Linked DNA regions of Mus musculus: regions 1, 2 and 4 are each linked to region 3. A link is a contact called in public HiChIP or PLAC-seq data. All regions are on one chromosome and are shown on one strand. The core of a region is the stretch at or near the end of the contact, and the rest is flanking DNA. Distances in the headings are between cores, read along the strand shown. Region 1 overlaps Rell1 (RELT-like 1). Region 2 overlaps Tbc1d1 (TBC1 domain family, member 1). Region 3 has its middle 19 kb from the start of Gm31889. Region 4 overlaps Tbc1d1 (TBC1 domain family, member 1).

Region 1 (4,996 bases), core at 1,545-4,044, 930 kb before region 3:
CCCAAGTGTTCTTGTCTTTTTGTTCTTATCTAAAAACCATTCTACTAAGTTTATTTATTCATTCATTTTTTTTTTGCAAACTATCAAAACTGAAAGAGAGAAATATCATTGCAAAGCTGAAAGCAGGACAATGTTTAGAACTAGACAGAAGGCTTGAAGCGCGTGGACCTAAAGCCCTTGGCGTCTCCCTTCCTTCACTTCCAAGCTGAGTAGAACACCAGTTTCTCATAAAGCTGGTTCTAAGGACACAAAGCACAGCTGGGAAACAGGTGCAGCTCTCAGTCTGGGGCCAGGTGGATGCTCTCGCTGAGCGGTGTGGGGACCAAGGTCCCAGAGAGAGGCTGGTGATGGGACGGTGGCATCTGCCAACAGAAGTGGACACTGTAGCACTTCAGCAGATGGGGTAAGGAGTACCACAGACCTGATAAAGCACGAAGAACCAAGTTTCTGTTCTGGTTTGGGTGTGTCCTAAAATTCACTCACGTGTCAGAAACATTACTCCCCAAAGTCATTCTGTTGGCATTTGGAGTCGCCTTGGGGTGACTGGGTCACTGGCCTGCTCATGGATTCTTAGATTCGTGGATTACTGAGAGAGTGGTTTTTTTCATAAAAGCAGATTCTTTCTGACATGACTGCTCTGTCTCGTCACGTTTCCAGCTCAGAACGTAGCAGTGAAGGCCCTCTCCAGGTGCCAAGCAGATGCTGGCCCCACACGTCGACTTGTCAGCCTCTAGAACCATGAGCTAAATAAACTTCTGTTCTTTATAGCTCGTCAAGCTTGGGGTACTCAGTTATAGCAACAGAAAACATCATCCTATTAAGACAACCCTCAGCCTCCAGAACAAAGACCCTAATTCATTTAGTAACAATTGGATCCTTCTCTTAAAAAGTTGCCTTAAAATACATTTCATAGGCTGAGCATAGTGGCGCATGCCTATAATCCCAACATTTAGGAGATAAGGGGAGGTGGACCAGAGGTTCAGGACCATCCTTGGCTATATACCGAGTTCAAAGCCAGGCTGGACCACATGAGACCCTATCTCAAAAAAGAAACTATATATAAAAAAAAAAAAGATACTTAAGCCCTAATGCTTAAGCTCTATCCACATTTAATACTGGATAGCCTAGAAGATACAAACATAGAGGCAGAAAGCAAAGCACCTTTGCAGGTGGTTTGGGGAGGAAGGAACAGGGAGAGAAGCAGCTATCTTTCAGAGTGGGGTGCCGAGGAAGTTCTGGAATACGCTGACACTGGTGTAGCTCTTAGAAAGGACACGGATGCTACCCAACTCCCCCCTTCCAAATGGCCAAGCGGTTAAACTGGCAAAAGTAAGTGTGTGTGTGTGTGTGTGTGTGATGCGTGAGAGAATATTCATATGCGTGCACACAGAGGGCAGAGGTCCATGTGGGCATCTTCCTCAATCACTCTCCTCCTATTTGGAGACAGGCTCTCTCACTGAACCTGCAGTTCACCCATTGGCTGGTGTTACAGGCACGTGGGCCCTGGCCGTCACTCCCCAGTTCTTACCAGGATGCCTCAATTTCTTCCCAGTTCAAACTCATGTCCTTAAATGTGAAACACAAGAACCAGCTAAGATGTGAGTCCTTATGACTCCCAGCACATCGCTTGTGCTACCCTACACAGTTGTGTAATGTAACTCTCACTCCATAGGAGGAAGCTGAGGCTTTATAAAGTCACGTGATACACAGCCTAGAAGCTATCGACCTTCCTGGCCCTTTGCTGTGCTGAAGCCACCAAACACCACCAAGGCAACCTCTCCTGTTGTGACAGTGCTAAAAGCTGAGGAGTTACAGAGTTCAGGTAAAAGCCCTGCGAAGCCATTCAAATTCTGACTCTAAGGAGATTTTTAAATAACACTGAGATGCCCCAAAGCACGAAGATATCCTTACCTTCATTTTTCATAATGTACTGGACAATCTGGCCGACCGTGTCACTGTTCTCATTTATACTGTCATTCAACTCTAAGAGAGAAAGAGGACAGAGCGGCGTTACGATCCATCACCTGCAACAAGTCAACTAGACATTTATCTGAGAGCCTAAGGCCTCGCCGAATACCTTCCAGAAAGTTTAAGCACCCTCACACAGTGCAAAGAGTCTAGCTTTAATCCTTCAGCCCCACCTTCCCGATGCCACACGTTTTTGAATTCCTGGGCTGAACACGCATTTATAAATTAAACAGAAAAGGCGCAGGACTGTCCAGCATCCCCTTGCTTTGCATGACACTACAGGAGTGCATGTATCTCTGCCCCCACGTTCTCCTATCTTTCCTTATTACCTTCAACCCTCTGGAGAAACAAGAAGAAGGATCACGAAAAGGTTTTATCGAATCTCAGACATGCTGTATACAACTGGCCTACTGATTAATGGTTTCAACTGAACAAGTAAGTACTAAGTATTCATCCATGTTTATAAAACTCTCTTTTCCTTTGAAACAAGGTAGCTAAATTTGGGCACTGGTTATTTGTTTACAGACTCAGTTTACTTTGGGGACCCAGCACGTGACAGCCAAGTCAGGCGGAGAAAGAGGGGCAAGCCTCCATTTGGAAACCGATCTGTATAATTTATTTAGCAGGACCAGCTGAGACTGGATTGAGACATTGTACAGACTGGGACAACAGCACACCCATGTACCTGCAGGAGTGTCCTCTGCACCCCAAGGGAGGCTTCTCCCCTATGACCTATAGATGTTTGGACAGTCACAGTGGGGGCTGATGCCTGAGCCAGCCTGAGCCAGCCTGCTTCGTGGGTTAGAAGGAACAGCGGGGGAGGCCCTGCTCTGTTGACAAACACTCAAGGCCGGTTTGCTCATTCGCTGAGCGTGACTCATCCTGTTCACCCATGTTCCCCAGCCTCAAAGGTCAGTGGGGGTGGAAAAACCAACAGTCCAGCAAGCTGGCAAGCCACCACTGAGAAACCTTCCCTGCCGGTAGGCTCCATGGGTGACCTACTCCAAATGTCACCTCCCTGCAAAGATGGCACAGAGGGGCTGAGCTGGATGAAGAGTGAGCTGCCAGTCCTGGGACCCATCAGGAAACCTCCCTCAGGCAGGACTGGATAGGAATATCAGTGAGGAAGACATGCTGTGGATGGAGGTGACCCCACCACAAGCTATCAACATATGTGCAGAGGGAAAGATGAGCGCCCTGACACTCACATGGAAGCACCAGTTCTTGCTGCAGCTCTACCGAACTATGACAAACATCTATTCATTAATAATATACAGTTCAGTCACATGGACTTCAATGAGAACTCCTCCAGTGATACTTAACACAGCAAACCCGATGAGACCCGTTTCACGTCCCTACCGTTCTTATTAGAATCTTGATTCAATAAGTAACAGCAAGGATTAGGCTTATGAGTAAGTGCCAATCACCAAAACACCTTGTCTCAAAATTTCACATTAACCCTTCAAAGTGGAGAGAAGGTACCCTCATTAAATTCACTGTCAATACAATTAGAAATAAATATATACCATACAAATAACAGTCCCGGGCTACCAGGCTCTGAAGTAAACCCTCAGCAAGCATTCAATAAATGCAGGCAAGGTTTCAAACTCTGATTACTGCAGAAAATAGTTTTCCTCATAAAGAAATGGATTATATATGAAGTTTTGTTTTTTCCACTTAGAACCCACTCCTCAAGCCATTTCCTTTTAAAGCAGAGGTTACTTACCTATCTTTTCCACCTTTTCCTCTTCGACTTCCTGTTCCGCCTCTGTTGTACACCGGTAGCCTTTCTTCTTAAGTAAGTGACAGATGAGGACACCAAGGAGACCCATGACGAAGAACACAGGGACGAGCACGTACGCGATGTATTCCGGGTGTCCATTCCCAGGGTTGTTGGTGGGTGACGATGGAGTGGTCTCTGCTCGGGAGTGTAACGTGTGGCTACCAGTGTTGTCTACAGAGAGGGACACACACGGCTCTGTTAGGTGATGGCGACAAAGCTCTGGGAATATTTCCATTACATCAAAGTTTTGTGCTTCAAAGGCTACGAGCTGTACACAGGTCTGGGGATCCCGATAGAGGGGGATAAAGGGTGCGAGCATAGGCTCGAGCTGACACAGTCTAAGTCACCTCCTGAACTATGAGATCTCTTAAGAGAGGATTAGGAGGCACAGGGTTTTAGACTGCACAGAATACACATGCAAGAGTTAAGGGGGGCATTACAGCACACTACATAGTAGCTGTGTGTGAGGACCCGGGAGACATGAGGTAGAAGTCCAACTCCACCTTTTAGCATCATTCTGACAAGTCACAATATCTGCACATCTTTCTATGAAGATGAAACCAGTTGCTGCGGGCCAAACACACATGAGTGTATTTTTGCAGTCACAAATGATCGTTCTCTTGCCTGTCCAATGCCAGAGACGCAAGTGCACCACACCAAGGCAGACAGACAAACATCTTGTCCTTGTGTGGCTTATGTTCCAGAAAGATTTAGTGAACTAAGATGATGACAGCACAAAGAGAGGAAAGACCAGGGATGGCCTCAGATTTCTGGTCCAAGGTCCAAATGAAAAACTGGAAGGCTGTGTGTATTTGTTCATTCATTGATCTAAATACCAGATACTGTGTGCCTGCTGTGTGGTGAGCCACTGCTGGGAGCTGAGAGGAGAAGAGGGAACACTAGCATCAGGCACCCAGAGCAGGTCACATGCAAGAAATTCACGTGCACCGAGAGACAAGAGCACTGGGGACCAGTCCACAAGAAAAGGGAAGCTGTGGCGAGGGTGTGGTTTAGAACAAAGAAGTTTGCTTTTAGATCTCTATCACATGAACTTATCCCAGAGGCGGCCTGAAAAGGCAGACAGTATAATAGTCATATGGCCTCAGAAAAGTAAGTCAGAGAAAGCCTGAGCACACCACCACAACAAGTGGACAGGAAAGGGAGAATACAGACTGCAGAGAAAACCTGTGGGGTAGGATAGATGGGGAAAACAATGAGACCGTGGAGAAGAAAGGAGCCCCTCAC
Region 2 (5,545 bases), core at 2,900-5,399, 540 kb before region 3:
CCTCTTTCTCTGTATGCACACACACACACACACACACACACACACACACACACACACACACACCCCTAAGACAGATCTGAGCAGGATGGTAAGGAAGGAGAGAAGGAGCCGAAGTGATGTAAGAAAGCAGCCATTAGGGTATGCTAGTTTCTGGTTGCTACCACAGCAAATAACTACAGATTTGCTGACTAAAACAACACAAGTTGGCCAGCAAGGTCATTTGGTGTGTATACATTTGCATGTAGGCGTGATGAACTGAATTCAAGCTCTGCATTCCACAAGAAGGAGAGAACCAATTCCTGAGAATTGTCTTCTGACTGCCACACAAAGTTTTTGTTTAAATTTAAAGAAAGAAAGAAAGAAAGAAAGAAAGAAAGAAAGAAAGAAAGAAAGAAAGAAAAAAGAAAAAAAGAAAAGACCTGCACAGGTTCAAGTTACACAAAATTTCATATTGCAAAGGGGAAGTGGACATAAAGCCCCACCTCTAACCAAGATGTTATTTGCAATTGAGAACTGCTGGCCCAGGAGAAATCACTTTTCTCCAATGGTGTATCAGTCAAGTTCCAGGGCAGGCCCATGCTCAGAAGCAGGTGACCAACCAAAAATAGACTCCATGGGTTTGGAGAGGTTTTTGTTTCCTATGGCTTGTTATTTCTTAGCTGCTGCTCCTGCTGCTGCTTTTTTTTTCTTGCTTTATTTTGGCAGGTGTGTGTGTGTGTGTATCTTTTTACTTTGAGAGAGAGAGAGATGAAGTTAGCAGAGTTGGAGGTTCTGAGAGGAGTTGAAGGGAAAGAATATGATCAGAGTGGATTGTATGAAACATTTGTAAAAACTGGGAAGAAAAGTGTGAGTGACAGTAATTCATGTGTGCTGCACACATGCCCAGAATGATCAAATAGAAAGTTAACCTTGAGAGTTACAAAACACATGCACACGTTTTTTCTTTGTCTTTCTTTCTTTCTTTCTTTCTTTCTTTCTTTCTTTCTTTCTTTCTTCCTTCCTTCCTTCCTTCCTTCCTTCCTTCCTTCCTTCCTTTCTTTCTTTCTTTCTTGAGAGTTACAAAACACATGCACACATTTTTTTCTTTGTCTTCCTTCCTTCCTTCCTTCCTTCCTTCCTTCCTTCCTTCCTTCCTTCCTTCCTTCCTTTTTCTTTTTTTTTCTTGAGACAGGTTTCTCTGTACAGCCCTGGCTGTCCTGGAACTCACTCTGTAGACCAGGCTGGCCTCGAACTCAGAAATCCGCCTGCCTCTGCCTCCCCAGTGCTGGGATTAAAGGCGTGCGCCACCACTGCCCAGCTATCTTTTTTTTTTTTTTTTTGACAGTTGTGAAGTCTCTAGTCAGGATGTCAGCCCCACTCTACCTGGGCCCAGCTTCTGCTGGCTGTAGCAGACTATACTTGTGTAACTTCCCGCCTCAAAGCTGTCTTCCTCAGCTTCCATGGGCACACTGGCTCCTCTTCTCAACTCCTCCTCTGGGTGCTGCTGTCAGGGACATTTGTCTTAAGATACAAAGTCCAGGTTTTAGTCACGATGACGTCATCCTCAGTCCTGACTTTAGCCACATCTGCAGAAACAAGGCCAATTTTAGAGGTTCCAGGGGTGAGGAGATGGATGTAGCCTTTAGAAGCCCACTCTTCATTCCCTGCTCAGAGTTTTCAAGTTAATGCTGAGGTAAACGTTTAGGGAAAGTGTGGAATGCAGTTGCTTAGCACAGGGCCCTTCCTTACAGTTCTCCCAAGCTGATCTACAGGGTGGAGAAAAACCAACCACTGACCAAGGTACCCTGACTCACTCAAGATACCTTCCTTCTGGACAGTTCTCTTCCCTTTTCCTTCACCTTTAAGGGTTGCTTGCATGACGGAGGCTGTGAGCTCCTGATTGCTGAGATGCAGAGGGCCAGCTCTTTCCCCTGAGCTCTACCTCACTTTGCTTCTCTTCCTGCTCTGAGACATGTGCATCTTCCTTTCATTGCCTCGGAGCATTGTTGGTTGGCTTCAGGTTGGCTTGGGTTGGGTCAGGATTCCTGCCATAACTCAAGAATCCCGTAATTGGAGACTAGGGGTGGCATAGTCCATGAAGTGCTTGCCTTGCAAGTGTGAGGGCCTCCATTTGGTTCCCAGAACTCACAGGAAACCTGGGAGCCATAGTGCCTGCTGTAGCCCCAGTGCTCGGGATGCGGGAGGCAGAGGTAGGTACAACCCTGGGGCTGACTGGGGAATGCAGCCTGGTGAGTGACCATGTCTAACTAACTAAAGTGAGTGAGTGGATGGCGTTCCTGAGGTTGTCTTCCGGCCTCCATGTCCACGTGTACCCATACCCACATGCCCCTGAATGTCTGTACACACAATGAATTTGCAGTCATGAAAAAAGGCACAACTCTTTTTTTTTTTAATCAATGAGCTGAGTTCTGTGTATAAAGCCTGGTTTAATATTTTCCACTCACTCTGTTAAAGGTGTGCCACGTCATCACCGAGGTGAGATCTGGAAATTTCTAGCTGAGCAGTTCCACCTTAAACACCCATTTCCTAGTAAACAGCAGCCAAAGGACGTGCCCTACAAAGAGCTCCTGAAGAAGCTGACCTCGCAGCAGCACGCCATTCTCATCGACCTCGGTGAGTCCACCCCGCCCCAGAGCCAAGAGGGAATGCCCCACCCTTGAGGAGTGTAGAGAGACTATCCAGGTCATTTAGTGATCACAGGTGCCCTCTGAGAGCATACGCGGGCTCCCTTCGTGCCTGGCGGCTGGCTTGTTCTGCTTGGCATGTTGTAGGTGTGAGGAGGCCTTGAGTGGTCATTAAGTCTGTTCATTGACACAGAACTCTGGTTCAGCTCAGTAATTCATATTTTCCAAGGGATGCTTTACAGTACACTGAAGGAGCAACCTGGGAGACACATCGGCTTGGATTGGCTACAGGAGAAACACACAAGCTTGGTTTGCTTTTAGAAGCAGTCTCTGGGCTGTGGTGTACAAACAGAACTTGTCAGAATAATTGTAGAAAACTGTGTGTTGGCAGTTTCGTCTTGGAAAGTGGGCAGTGCCTTGGTTCTGGAATAGCTTTTAAAACGCAGAAAGGAAGCAGTGTATTGGATTTGCAGTTTCCATGGAAAAGACCTCGCTGACTTAGAATGTAATTATGTGGAACAAGAGACCCTCTGACTGTTGGTGGCTGAGCAGCGATGGAGCCCTGCCTTCCTACTTGCTCCCAAGGCCTGTCTCTGCTGGGGGGAGCTAGCTCCGTGGCCTTCCCGAAGGCCAGTTCTGGATGCTGAGGATGTCGTCCCCCCTCCCCAGGACATGCGCCTGTCTCTGCTCAGTGCACTGCACTGCCCATTCTGTGGGTCTTTCCCCGTGTTACAGCCGCAGTGGAGACGGTGAGCTGGGTCAGGCCGGAGTCAGAGCCACACACAGTATCTTCATGCTTGGAAAAGTCCCTCAGACTACTCTGCAGGGCTGGCTTTGAATGTCATCCTCAGAACTGTCCTGACTGTAGCTTCTCCGCCCACAGGCCAAGCCCACCCTTCCTAACCCACACTCTTTCTCCCTGGTACTCAACTACTGCAGTGATTATTATTATTATTATTATTATTATTGCTGTTATTGTTTAATGCTAACACTTAACTTTACCTTGAGTTGAATGTTGTATGAAATTTACTCAATCCATTTCTTTTCATTTTCACAACAGTACACATAGACAAGTGCAGAGAGGTTACATAACTTGTTCATGATCTCATAACTAATTTGCATGAGAACTGTGTTCATCCCCTCCTAGCCCCTACCTCTGCTCAGCAGGATGGTGCCCTCCATGGGCTGCACTTGGGCTGTATTAGAGTGTACTCTCAACTCCAAGGACAGTGCCCGACACATAGTAGGTACTCAATGTATCTTTGCCATGTTGATGGCGAGGCACTGAGCAGTCAAGTGGCATGGCCATCAGCGCAGAGGTGCAGGGACCTATCCACCATCATTCTGACAGCCTAAGACTTCCAAGCCCTACAGGCTCCATGGTGCTAAGAGATGCCAGTACTGGGCAGGTGAAGGGGGAGGCTGACTGGCATGGCCAATCGATCTCCAGCCAAAGCCCATCTGGCCTGGTGACCCTGTGGAGGATATTTGTACATTATCAGCAGCTGAATTTGTTAGTGTGGTAACAGAACAGTGGCATCGTGTTCCTGTTCTGTGAGGTGAACTGAAAACTGACCTGGGGGTAGGGGTGTGGAAAGGAGTGGCAGGTCTCTCTCCTGCCTTCTCCACTCCCCCATGGCACAGGAGGAGAGGAAACACAAGAAATTTTGCTCCCTGTTTTGCATTTTCTTCCTTTGGCTTCTTGTCTGCATTCCCCTTACTCTTCCTGGACAGGTCAGCCCTCTGCCTCTGACTGCTTGAATGTCATCCCTTTTCTGCAGAAAGAGAATGAAGTCCAGATTGGCCACACTCCCCTGCCCCTGCCCCCTCCCTCCCCAGCCAGCCCTCTCCCTAGGAAGCACTGTTTGTCTGAGCCCCAGCTCACTGGCCTTTCCCCTAGAAAACAGCGCCTGATTCACATCCTCTCTGCCCCTGTTCAGCCCCACCCTCTCCCTTCTGCTTCCAAGGCCAGCTGCACACAGCCCCCACTCTGTTGGCCCTCCTTTTTTCTCACCTCTGGCCCAGTGCTGGCCTGGCCTCCACTTTGGATGACCTCCAGCATCCTCCCAGGGGCCTGAAGAGCCTCTATTTGCAGCAATCTGTGTCGCGACTTACCTCCACCAGGGTCCTAGGGTTTATCCAGGGATCCTGCCAGCATCATTTTGTCCCTATGTGAACCAGACATCCTGGTTGCTGACCTAGACCCAGTGGTGAAGTCTGGCAGCCTTCTGCAGGACTCCTGTTCTTCTGTGAGTCGACATCAAATAAGGCCTAGCATGGTAGGCCTCCAGCTCTGGCCATGACATGTGTCACCATCTTTTGTTTAGTCCACACTGTGTATCTTGTCTGTTGTGTATATTCCGTCTGTACTGTGGCGGTCTGGGCCCAGTAGAGGTGTGTGGTGTAGAGTGATGGCACAGTCCATGCCTTTCAGTGTAGCTTTCCTACAGTAAGCGGCTGGAGGAAGAACACCACAGGGGAGAAGGACTTTGGCTTTTCAGTGGTTTGCTTTCTGTCTCTTGGTTTATGAGACTGGCCTTTTACTTTTTGTAACAGCTTTTTGTAAGACTTGTTCCTTCAAAGAATAAAAACAGTAGACTTTATCGTTTGGTCATATTCTCTAGTTTACAAAATGTGATTTCAGCTGTGGCCTGGCTTCATCTTTACCCAGCCTGTTGTGGACTGTGTGGCCCAAGGACTGGAGGAAGTACTTTGGCAGCTCTGTGCAGAGCTCCTTAGCCTCACTGCTTGTCCCGCTGGCTCTGTTTCCTGCTTTCTTACATCTTGCCCTCTGCCTTTCCCTTAGTATAGACTGCAGCCAGCCAGGAGAAAGCTGCTGCCAGGCTCAGCAGGTGCCATGGGGCTTTCTCTGTCTCCAGCTCAATGGACTGCTCTGACCTTCTGATGACTATAGCCTTTCT
Region 3 (5,333 bases), core at 2,647-5,146:
TCTATCGTTTAAGAGAAAATAGAGCCATGACATAGCTCAGATGCTGACCAACCAGCCTCAGCACTACAAGGTGGGAGAAAAAAAGCAGTAAATTCCAGCGAAAGGAAAGGACAAGACTAGAGTAGCAATTGTGGGAAGGCAGCTAAGAAGAAGATTAATGGATGGGACAAACAAGCCAGGAAAACTCATCACACGGAGTCTTCTTGCGCCACTTCTGCTAAGTTTCTATGACTATTGGTGATCACAACACAGATGTATGTCATGCTATTATCCAAACAAGGAGCAAGGGTGGCTTGCCTTGCATCTGCTTTTTCCAATTAAGCTTTCACTTGGGTAGGGTAGCAGTACTCAAATAATGCTATTCAAATCAATCCCGGGTGGCAGCACTCCTCGATACCCTCCCCGATGTTCCGGGTTCTCAAAGGAAAGACACACACATGCAGCCTTATATTTTAATATGCCTTAAACAGGTCAGTGGCTGGGCTACTTCCAAACTTCCATGTTCCAGTCACATACTCCCCTCCAATATTCTTGAATTATTACTAAAACGCATATTTCATCTTGGCTGTCCTGGACCCAGACCTTCAACCCTCTCGGGCTGAATTCCAAAACACCTACATAGACTGTGCTTGCTGTGGTCTATGTACGATGTCTCTCAGACCTGGTCTCTACTCCTTTCCCAGCATGGCGGCTCTCCTTCCTGTTCCTTCCTCAGTCCCTTGCCCAGGAATCCTAAAATCCTGTCACTGTCTCCTTGCCCAGTCAACGGCCACCGGCAACTTTATTTACCAATCAAAACCAACTGGGGTCAGGGTCCTTCAGTGTCTTACATGCAGACATGAGGATTCTTGTGTAATTTGGGAGACCAATTAACACAATACATGTAGCTTTAGACTAAATCCACAACAGGGTAGTCCTTACTTACACCAAAGTTGCACATTTGAGGTGCCACATTCTCCTATCCTTTGCCTTTCCATATTCTTGATATTGCCAAAACATCCCCATTTTTTGCTGGAAAAGGATATTGTAGTGAACGTGTTTAGTGGAAAGTCCAGCATCCTTCTAATTCATAGCTTCTTACACTGTAGTGTGATCCCACTTGGAGAGGTGTGACTGAATGTAGGGATGGGAATAAAAGGCTTTTGGATGTTCAAGGACCAAAAACTTAACAGAAAAATCGAACACACAGAGAACCTGACCTGTTTCTGATTCCCCTTGCTTTTGTTGTCATCTGACCTCACAGCCTCGGCTCTGAACATACACTGTGTATGCTGTGTACTGCCAATACAGTGTAGCCACACATGGCAGTGAGCAGTCACTGAAACAGCTTGGCTCAGAGTGGAGACTACTGTATGTTATCCATATCAGGAACTGCACTATTTTAATTGTGTGTATGAAGATTTCTGTTCTTATGGAAACATAAAAGCTTAATTACAGAAAGCAAAGACTTTTAAAATATATTTGCACTATCGTTCCTCAGTAAGTATCAAGTTAGTGCATTTTTAGATTATATTAGAATGTTTGACTTTAATTTTAAAATAATATATATATTATTGGGTCTGTCATGGTGGCACTTGCCTTAGATCCCAGGACTTGAGAGACAGAAGCAGGAGGATTCCTGTGAGTTTAAGGCCAGCCTGGGTGGTTTGAATGAAAATAGCCTACCATGAGCTCATAGGGATAGCACTATTAGGAGATATGGCCTTGTTGGAGGAAATATTTCACTGGTGGTTGGCTTTAAGGTTTCAAATGCTCAAGCCAGGCCCAGTCTCTCTCTCTCTCTCTCTCTCTCTCTCTCTCTCTCTCTCTCTCTCTCTCTCTCTCTTTCTCTCTCTCTCTCTGTGTGTGTGTGTGTGTGTCTGTCTGTCTCTGTCTCTGTCTCTGTCTCTCCCTGTCTCTCTGTCTCTCTCTCTCTTCCTGCTGTCTGTCAATCCAAATGCTGAACTTTCAACTATTCCCCTTGGACTGCTATGCCCTCCACCATGACAATAATAGACTAGATCTCTGAACTGTAGGCCAACCCCAATGACTTGTTTTCCTTTGTAACAGTTACCAAGGTCATGTCATCACTTTACAGCAATAGAAACACTAAGATACCTACTTAGTGAGTTTCAGGTCATCAGGGGGCTACACAGTGAGTCCCTGTCTAGAATAGACTAACAGGACCGCACATTGGGATGGGGGAGGAATGGGATGTGTGGTGGTAGGTGAGTATGCATGTGCCGCTAGCATATTCTGGGTCAGAGAACAACTTGCAGGCACCAGCTTTCTCCTTCTACCTTGTGAATCCAGAGAATCTTACTCAGGCAGTCAGACACTGAGCCGTCTCACTGGCCCAAAGTATTTGATTTTTAAAATTGTCATTTGAGTCGCTGGCTTGGGTTCTATTTAAAAATCACTAAGTGAATTTTGACTCGGAGTTAGGAAAGATGTTTCCAACAGTTTCTAAGATGATCCTAAACATACGTATTCCATTTTTATAGTATATATGCATGCAAAGGGGGGGGGCGGAATTCTTGGCATTAATGGCTATAAATCAAAATATCAACCGATTTAAAAAATGTCAAAGATAGTTTATGTTTTGCAGCATCAAATATTCAGCCAAGATTTAATTATTTATGTAAAAATAAGTAAGTGCATGCATCTTGCTGATGGAAAGGATTACACTCATCTTTAACAAGTGGCAAAATGACACACAGACCAAATAATTGCTTTAAAATACATTTCTTTATGATTAATTTTCTGTCCATGTTTAGATTGTATCCTTATTTTATATATTTGTATATCCAGGGCTGCATAAAATTTTCTCCAGCTAAAAGAGGTAACCAGTGGGGAAAGCTGAAGAAGTCCTTCACTTACTGCTAGCCACGTGGGGGAGGGGTGCATGCACAGAGGAGGGTTGGTGTTTCTTGCAGATAGCAAGAAAGTGAAAGTTTAAGCTGAGCTTGCCCTCAGCTTGCTGCCAAGTTCACCCACCAGGTTAAGCCGCCTCCTTTCTCCCTAGCTACCAAAGTTCCAAGAGAGGAACAGGGCAGTCACGGATGACACGGCCTGGGAGAGAGTCGCAGCAGTGAGAACTCAAGGAAGCAAGGGCAAGGAGGATTCTTGTGGTCCCAAGTACTTTTAAAATCTTGTGTAAAGATATTACATTCATGTGCAATTGTGTCTTAAAACAACAGCAGCAGCAACAACAACACACACATAGCAGCAACACACACACATACACCACACACACATAACAATAACACACACACAACCAAACAAGAAAGAAATACATGAAAGTGAAAGAGGAGATTTCTACTTCTGTGTAGGATGCAGACCAGAGTTTCTGCCAAGAGAAACTGGAAAAACCAGGTTCGATTGAGAGAGAGAGAAAAAAAACCAGCTTTCAAAATCACCGCTGAGCTGGAGGAAGCAGTAAGTATAGGGAGGGGCTGAGGAGCCAGTGGCTAACTGGCTACCACTTTGCTTCTGGGGCCAGCAGATCCACGGATGGGGTGGGAGCCACAAAGCAGCTCTGTCCCTAGAGGCAATGTCACAGCTGTCCCGTGGCGCACAGGACTGTTGAAAACTAAATAGCAACATACTTGTGTTTTCGTCTGTCTCTCCCTGTAAGTTAGAAATCTAACATGTGGCAGGGTCTGTCTGTCTCCTCGTTGCTATATTCCAGCCCTGCACTTGGCACACAGTACCCATTTAGGAATAGCTGTCCGATCGAATCAAACTGAAGCTAATTGAAACAGTGGATGCTTTCTGGCTGTGGATTCCTAAAGCGTTTCTTCATGCTTCAGCTCCGTTTGGACTTTGCCCTCTGGTTCTCCCTGTAATACCTGGAAGCAGGGTGGGGTGGGGGTGGAGCAAGCTCTAGTTCAAACTCCTACTCCCAGGCCCAAGCCTTCGTCCGGAAGTCTCTCTCTAACCACAAGAGTCCGAGGTCCTCACAGAGCTTCTCAGACTGTTCTGGGAACTGGCGGGGCATCCAGTTTGTTTCCTTCAAACCATTGCGCAATCTTGCCAAGGTCTGGAAGGTCCCTCAAGTCCGACACCTGCTTCTCCTACACCTACAACAAGACCCTAAAGCCAGGCTAGCCCACCTTCAATCCCATCACCAGGCCTCTGGGTCACTCTCCACACTCTTATTGTTCCGGGAACATCCATCCCACACTGGAGGTCCCTGTAAGACCTCACTTGCAGGACGCACCAAGAACTGTGCTTTTCTGTATTTTATATCTTCTCCAGATAGAGAAATCCCCAAAACGAAAGCCCTCAAAGCTGGGATTCACTCCCAGCCTTGTTGCTGTTACAGTCGTAGACCATCTGTTTTCTCATGCAACCGACTCGGTCTTTTTTGGCTTGAATCCAAAGTAGCAACTTGGAGCACCCCCAGACAGCGCTCAGACAGTCAGGCCCGGGAAGACAGATTTGTGTGATCAACATTTACATAGGGCTTAAAACCTTTGGGTGACAATGGCTGTGGGTGTGGGTGAACATGGAGCCCTAAAAAGTTGACATGGGAACTTCACACGGTCTTGCAGTGTTTCTCTAACCCCAGAAAGTCTGGGGTGCCAAGTACCCCAGGGATTGCGCTGCCTCCAGAACCACACAATAGAGTTGATTTTTTTTTTTGTTTTGTTTTTTAATTGTAAATGATCTTAGAATGCTTGAAGTAACTAAGATTTTGAGCTGGGCTGCATTCATACATATGACCCGCATATCCTGGGTACATGTGGGTCATGGGCTTGAAGTTTGGACACGTCTGAGCCATACCTGGGGAGGGTGAATGGCTTGGTCTCTACAGAAGCTTCCCTGTTCCAGACCTGTCCTAAGCCGGTGGCCCTTTTATTTATTTATTTTTCCAATTTTTTTATTAGGTATTTACTTCATTTACATTTCAAATGCTATCCCGAAAGAAGACTGGCTTCTAGGCAGCTAGGATGAAGGTCTTTTTTTTTTTTTTTAATTTTTATTAGGTATTTTCTTCATTTACCTTTCCAGTGCTATCCCAAAAGTCCCCCATACCCTCCCCCCACACACACCCACTCACTCCCACTTCTTGGCCCTGGCGTTCCCCTGTACTGGGGCATATAAAGTTTGCAAGACCAAGGAGCCTCTCTTCCAATGATGGCAGACTAGACTATCTTCTGATACATATGCAGCTAGAGACATGAGATCTAGGGGTCCTAGTTAGTTCATATTGTTGTTCCACCTATAGGGTTGCAGACCCCTTCAGCTCCTTGGGTACTTTTTCTAGCTCCTCCATTGGGGGCCCTGTGTTCCATCCAATAGCTGACTGTGAGCATCCACTTCTGTGTTTGCTAGGCCCCGGCATAGCC
Region 4 (5,290 bases), core at 615-3,114, 660 kb before region 3:
ACATACATAAAGAGCAAAATGGTAAAATGTATGTGTGTGTCTGTCTGTGTGTGTGTCTGTGTGTGTGTGTGTGTGTCTGTGTAGACTCTGGAGCTGGACAAACCTAGATTTTTTATTTATTTGTTTGTGTTGGGGGATCTCAGCAGCCATAGTGAGTGTGGAGGTCAGAGGACAGCTTCACCTGAGTCTGTTCTCTCTTCCTACTATGTGGCCTGGGGATCAAGCTTAGGTTCTCAGGCTTGGGGACAAGAGTCTATAGATGCCAAGCCATCTCCCCAGCCCTTGATGTGTGTGTGTGTGTGTGTGTGTGTGTGTGTGTGTGTGTGTGTGTGGATGTGTGTGGTGTGTGTTTGTGTGTGGTGTGTATGTGTGGGGATGTGTGTGTGGAGTGTGTGTGTATTTGTGTGTGTGGAGTATGTGTGTATGTGTTTGTGTGGAGTATGTGTGTGTATGTGTTTGTGTGTGGGGGTGTGTATTTGTGTGTGTGTGTGGAGTGTGTTGTGGGGGTGTGTGGTGTGTGTTTGTGTGTGTGGCATATGTGTATGTGTGTGTTTGTGCTTGTGTGTATGTGGAGTATGGGTGTGTGTGGTGTGTGTTTGTATGTGTGGTGTGTGTGTGTGTTTGTGTGTGCTTGTGTGTATGTGGAGTGTGTGTGTGTATGTGTGTGGTGTGTGTTTGTGTGTGTGGTGTATGTGTGTGTGTGGTGTGTTTATGTAAGACAAGGACTCTTGTAACTCTGGCTATCCTTGACCTTGTTGTATAGTAAGGGTAACTTTGAACTCCATATCTTCCTGTTCCCCCTCCTACCTTCTGGGATTCCAGACCTTGCCACGATGCCTAAAAAACCCACAGATCTTTCTTGCTGTGGCTGTGTTCCTTGGCAGCTAGAAAGACATTTAAAATGTAAGTTTAACCATCAGTAAACTGAGGGCACCACAGATTCCATTAGATAGACTATAAGGACAAAAGAGAAGATCTGTGCTGAGTATTTGGCATCTGCCCTACATCCAGCAAGCTGTGACCATGCCCAGCATGGTGAATGGTGAGCACTCTGAAGACAAGATTGGCATGATCTTGGCATCTGTGTGGATTACACCATGGGAGGCTGCCTTACCATGCTTCACTGGGGTGGCTTGTCTGTGAGGTCTGCCAAGTCTCTGAGAACTGGGTCTAAGCCAAGAGACATGTCATAGTCTTTTGAGGGATTTTCTTTTAACCTGTTTAGTTATTTATTATTTATGTATGTGTGTACTTTCAGAGGCCAGAAAAGGGCATCAGATCCCTACCCTACCCCACCCTGCCCAGCTAGAGTTACTGGCAGTTGTGAGTCACCCAACCTAACATGGGTACTTGGTACTGAACCCTTGACCTCTGGAGGAAGAGTATGTACTCTTAACTGTTGAGCCATCTCTCCAGCTCTTTAGACACAATTTATTATTTGACTTTGAGTTTCTGTGTAGGCTTATTAGTCTTGAAAAACTATGTTTCAACAGACCACACATGACCAGTCCTGATCTTTGACGCAGGGCCAAAAATGTCTCAGAAGCCTGGCAAGTGGGGCACACAGAGCATACTGAAAGCCAGCAAGGCCCCCTGTACTGCATGTGTTCTGTGTAAATGAAGACACTCAGAAGACCAGTTGGTTTTGACCTCTGGATCCAATGGATAGAACCACTGGACAGGCAATGTCGGCTGTGGGTACACCATGCGTTGTGGTTCTGTGTACTGGGGCTGCAGGGCTGGCCTGTGGTTAGATGAGAATCCAGACTGCTGGAATCTAGAAATGTCAGCTGGCTAGGCAGCTGTCTGTCCAGGAGCAAGGTCAGACATACAGGATGAGTCAGGATGGGTTTGGACGACACTAGTGTAGGATGTTCAGAGGCTAGTCCAGGCTGCCTGTCACAGGGATAGGTCAGGACTGAGAACAAGGCTAGCCAGAGCTGTGTCCAAGAACCAGAGTGGAAACTAGAGAGAGAGAGAGAGAGAGAGAGAGAGAAAGCCAAAGGCCACAGCAGGGCGGGGCAGAGAGGGACGGGGGAAGAGGAATGTTTTCTTTGCTTGCTAACTGGTCAGGAAGTCTGTATCAAGAAAAGGGAGACGAGGGCGCAGAAGACGGGTTTCCTTTCTGTAGGACAGAACCTGGCGAGCAGAGGGCAGTCTGACCCAGGGTAACTTGCAGTTTCTGTGGGGAGGAGTTCAGGGTAAGAGGGGGTCACCTGTGCTACTTCCCCAGGGTCCTGTCACATGGACATTTCTCCCTCTCATCCTCATATAGACTCAACTGTGCCGCAGAAATAAATGAACCCCGAAGCTCAGTGGTTAGCACAAGGATCCTCTAGTTGCTGCTCCGGGGCCTGTGTGCTCTGAGTTGACGATAGCCAAGAGTCTTTGTTCTGAGGCCCCAAGCTGCCTCTCTCTTATGTTCTGTTGTGACCTCTGCTATAGTGCAGAAGAAAAGACTGGGAAAGTTCCCTTACTTCACTCTAACCCCACACTGTATTTCTTTTTTTTTTTAATTTAGTTTAATTTTTTATTTTTTGAACATTAGTGTTTTATCTGCACATATGTCTATGTGGAGGTGTTAGGTCCCCTGGAACTAGAGTTACAGACAGTTGTAAACTGCCACATGGGTGCTAGAAATTGAACCCTGGTCTCCTGGAAGAGCAGTCAATGCTCTTAACCCCCGGATCCCTCTCTCCAGCTCCCAACACTGTATTTCTTATCTAGACTTTTTGGGCAAGTTCCTTAACAGTCTCCACATTTCCACCCTTGTCTTCCCCAGGTCTAAGGCAGCCAGCTCCAGGCATGACCATCATTGCCGCAGATCTGGTGATGTGCCCTTCTGCTGCCCTCTCCACTTATGGTCTAGCATAGCTCTGCCCTTCAGAGAACAAGCCATGGAGACTTAGTAAGATTTTCTCGGCCTTCTGAGTCTCATTTTGCCAGTTGCCCTACCTCTCCCAGTTGCTTACATCTCATATCCCCTTATCCTAGGCCCACGTCATCCTCTTTCTCTAGTCTATAACATTCCATGGCCTCTCTTAGTTCTAGAGCATCCCAGATTCCCTTTGTTCCTGTGACCTAGACCGCTCAGTACCCTCCCTGTTTGGCTACCTTTAACTTAACTTGCCATTTCTAAGCTTGCATGCCACTTTCCCAGAAAGCCTCTCTTGCATAAATTTGCAAGGAAAATCATAGGCTTCAGTAGACTGTAATCTTCAAGAGAGGGATTTCCATCTTGCTCCCTGAATGACCCACACACTTAGAACTGTCCTTAACACATAACAGTTAACACATAACTTCCTTGTATGAGTGAATGAATGAATGAATGAATGAACAAATTGTATGTAAAAATTCTTTAGCTCCAAAAACCAACACTAACCAACAAAGGTAGAAAAGAGAATCATTTAGAAGAATCCTAGGGTTTTTCACAGAGTCACCATGACGTGTGCAAAGCCGGTCTGACCAAGCCATGAAGGGTCGGCATCAGGCAGGAGAAACCACAGACGTGGTTACATCACAGGGATACCCTGGCAAGGGCACCACCCTGGCTTTGCTATCAGACACCGCTGCCCTGGCACTGCAGCTGCTGGGCATTAGCTACAGCTCCATGGCCCTTCTTGTGTTTCAGCTCTCATTAACCCTGTGACTTGACATTACCCTGGGAGAGTAGCAGCCTCAGACAGGAATATCTGATGGGTGAGATGAGTTCAGGCATCCATCTGTGGCTAGAGAGCTGCTGAAAGTGAGTCCTCGCACTTATCAATGGACCGGGCAGGCCTCCACCTGTTTTAGAACAGCCATTTAAGACTGAATGACCTCACAAACTTGAACTATGGGGACTGCTTAGAATAAAGATTTCCATCAACTCAGACGGGCATAAAAATTAGGAAATGTTGAGTCCACAATTCCTAGTCCTATTCCATTCTAAAAAGAACCATTATGATACGTTGGTAACAGTTCATCCACATGTCTATTAGATGCTTCTTGGATAAGAATTATCTCTTGAGTCATACAGGGCTAGACGTAGCAGTTACGGTATGCTTGCCCTTTGTATATGAAGCGAGCGCTCTGGTGTTTTTACTTGGGAATAAAATGGCTGGTTAGAGTCTCAAGGCTTGCCCAGGTGCCGTTGTGGGGATGATTGGTAACTCAGAGGGAATCACAGATGTCCCACAAGCAGGGAGCACACTGGCTCTCAATGCTGGTGCTTCGTGTGTGTGATATTAAGAAGCCCTGGGTATTACCTGTCTGAGACTGATCAAGGTGGGACCCTGTCTATCAATTTATGGGGAAGCCAAGATAGGTTCTGATAGAAGGGAAGTATCCACTGTGCTTTATCTTTGTCAGATGTTAGTGACCCAAGAGAACAGCATCCTACACAGAAATCCTTCACAGAATAAACTATGTGAAGAGTTCTGCTAGGAAATTATCCAAATGTATTTTTTTTTCTGGGTAGTTTCTGCTTAAGTAAACTTCTAGACCTAACCTGCCATCACCTGACTGCCTGAAAAGTTAGTTCCCGGTGGCCACCTGCTCATTTTCTTTGTTGTGTTGGTGGGTGGCTGACTCTGGTGCCCTGGAGGCTGTGCTCAGCAATAAATGAATGATGGACTTAAATGAGATTAGGTCATTGCACTTGTGGTTATCAGGTGGCTGAACCTGACTCAGTAACTGAGATAGTTCCAAAAGTAGGACCTCAGATCTGTCAGTACCCACAGTGACCTCCCAAGAACTTGAGGACACCTCTGTAACCTCCTTGGCACTGTGAATCTTCACTTGGGTTTCTGCCTGTAGAAGATGCTATACATGAGTTTTTTAATGGTCCCATATGCTTTGTTCTACTAAATAACCCCTCCACAGAATTTCTACATTAAACCAAGCCTTATGTGCTGTGTGTTTATGTAGGACATATAGGAGTCCTGTAGGAAGCTGTTATGGCTAAAATCAATGTTCTATGCATATCTAAAAGGGCAGCACTTCCATTTTATATACTTCTGAAATAACAGACATTTTGTTTTGTTTTGTTCTGTTTTCTTGAGACAGGATTTCTTTGTGTATCCCTGGATGTTCTGGAACTAGCTCTGTAGACTAGGCTAGTCTTGAACTCAGAGATTGGCCTTCCTCTGCCTGTGCTGGAGTTAATGGTGTGTGCCACCACTGCCCAGCTGTGAGAGATATTCTTTCTTTCTTTCTTTCTTTCTTTCTTTCTTTCTTTCTTTCTTTCTTTCTTTCTTTCTTTCTTTCTTTCTTTCTTTCTCTCGTTCTCTCGTTCTCTCTCTCTTTCTTT

What was found. HiChIP or PLAC-seq counts read pairs in DNA pulled down with a chosen protein or histone mark.
Region 1: a contact with region 3 is called in an HNF4G HiChIP or PLAC-seq map of pancreatic cancer cells. The contact joins two enhancer-like sites. A contact is called at or near these places in 1 of 39 promoter capture datasets (cranial neural crest) and 3 of 115 datasets of contacts at active chromatin or transcription factors (large pre-B cells, pancreatic cancer cells and stem cell-derived neural progenitor cells).
Region 2: a contact with region 3 is called in an HNF4G HiChIP or PLAC-seq map of pancreatic cancer cells. The contact joins two enhancer-like sites. A contact is called at or near these places in 1 of 15 datasets of contacts at CTCF or cohesin (large pre-B cells), 4 of 484 Hi-C or Micro-C datasets (bone marrow-derived macrophages, cerebral cortex and nephron progenitors), 15 of 115 datasets of contacts at active chromatin or transcription factors (the SCID.adh cell line, bone marrow-derived macrophages, differentiating embryonic stem cells and 9 more) and 1 of 9 other capture datasets (embryonic stem cells).
Region 4: an HNF4G HiChIP or PLAC-seq map of pancreatic cancer cells shows a contact between it and region 3. The contact joins two enhancer-like sites. A contact is called at or near these places in 7 of 484 Hi-C or Micro-C datasets (Sertoli cells, bone marrow-derived macrophages, brown adipocytes and 4 more), 6 of 115 datasets of contacts at active chromatin or transcription factors (cardiomyocytes, embryonic stem cells, fibro-adipogenic progenitors and 3 more) and 1 of 9 other capture datasets (embryonic stem cells).

What each region holds. Positions count from the first base shown.
Region 1 is chr5:63,934,112-63,939,107 of GRCm38.p6, forward strand. Rell1 (RELT-like 1) reads right to left here. Exons shown (of 7, transcript NM_145923.4): 2 at 3,695-3,922; 3 at 1,912-1,983. Among named protein-coding and RNA genes, the nearest start is that of Rell1, 32 kb to the right of the region's middle. Within about 2 kb of position 2,795, at least 76 of the 459 cell types and tissues checked have an H3K27ac peak or open chromatin away from gene starts, as enhancers often do. A contact at or near this core is called in pancreatic cancer cells, where this site is marked.
Region 2 is chr5:64,321,997-64,327,541 of GRCm38.p6, forward strand. It overlaps Tbc1d1 (TBC1 domain family, member 1), which reads left to right. Exons shown (of 22, transcript NM_001310611.1): 17 at 2,455-2,613. Among named protein-coding and RNA genes, the nearest start is that of Gm43837, 53 kb to the right of the region's middle. Within about 2 kb of position 4,150, at least 129 of the 459 cell types and tissues checked have an H3K27ac peak or open chromatin away from gene starts, as enhancers often do. A contact at or near this core is called in bone marrow-derived macrophages, fetal liver, kidney and 1 more, where this site is marked.
Region 3 is chr5:64,858,130-64,863,462 of GRCm38.p6, forward strand. No RefSeq gene overlaps it. Among named protein-coding and RNA genes, the nearest start is that of Gm31889, 19 kb to the right of the region's middle. Within about 2 kb of position 3,897, at least 182 of the 459 cell types and tissues checked have an H3K27ac peak or open chromatin away from gene starts, as enhancers often do. A contact at or near this core is called in bone marrow-derived macrophages, fetal liver, kidney and 2 more, where this site is marked.
Region 4 is chr5:64,195,242-64,200,531 of GRCm38.p6, forward strand. The region is part of intron 2 of Tbc1d1 (TBC1 domain family, member 1); the gene reads left to right. Among named protein-coding and RNA genes, the nearest start is that of Tbc1d1, 38 kb to the left of the region's middle. Within about 2 kb of position 1,865, at least 74 of the 459 cell types and tissues checked have an H3K27ac peak or open chromatin away from gene starts, as enhancers often do. A contact at or near this core is called in pancreatic cancer cells and uterus, where this site is marked.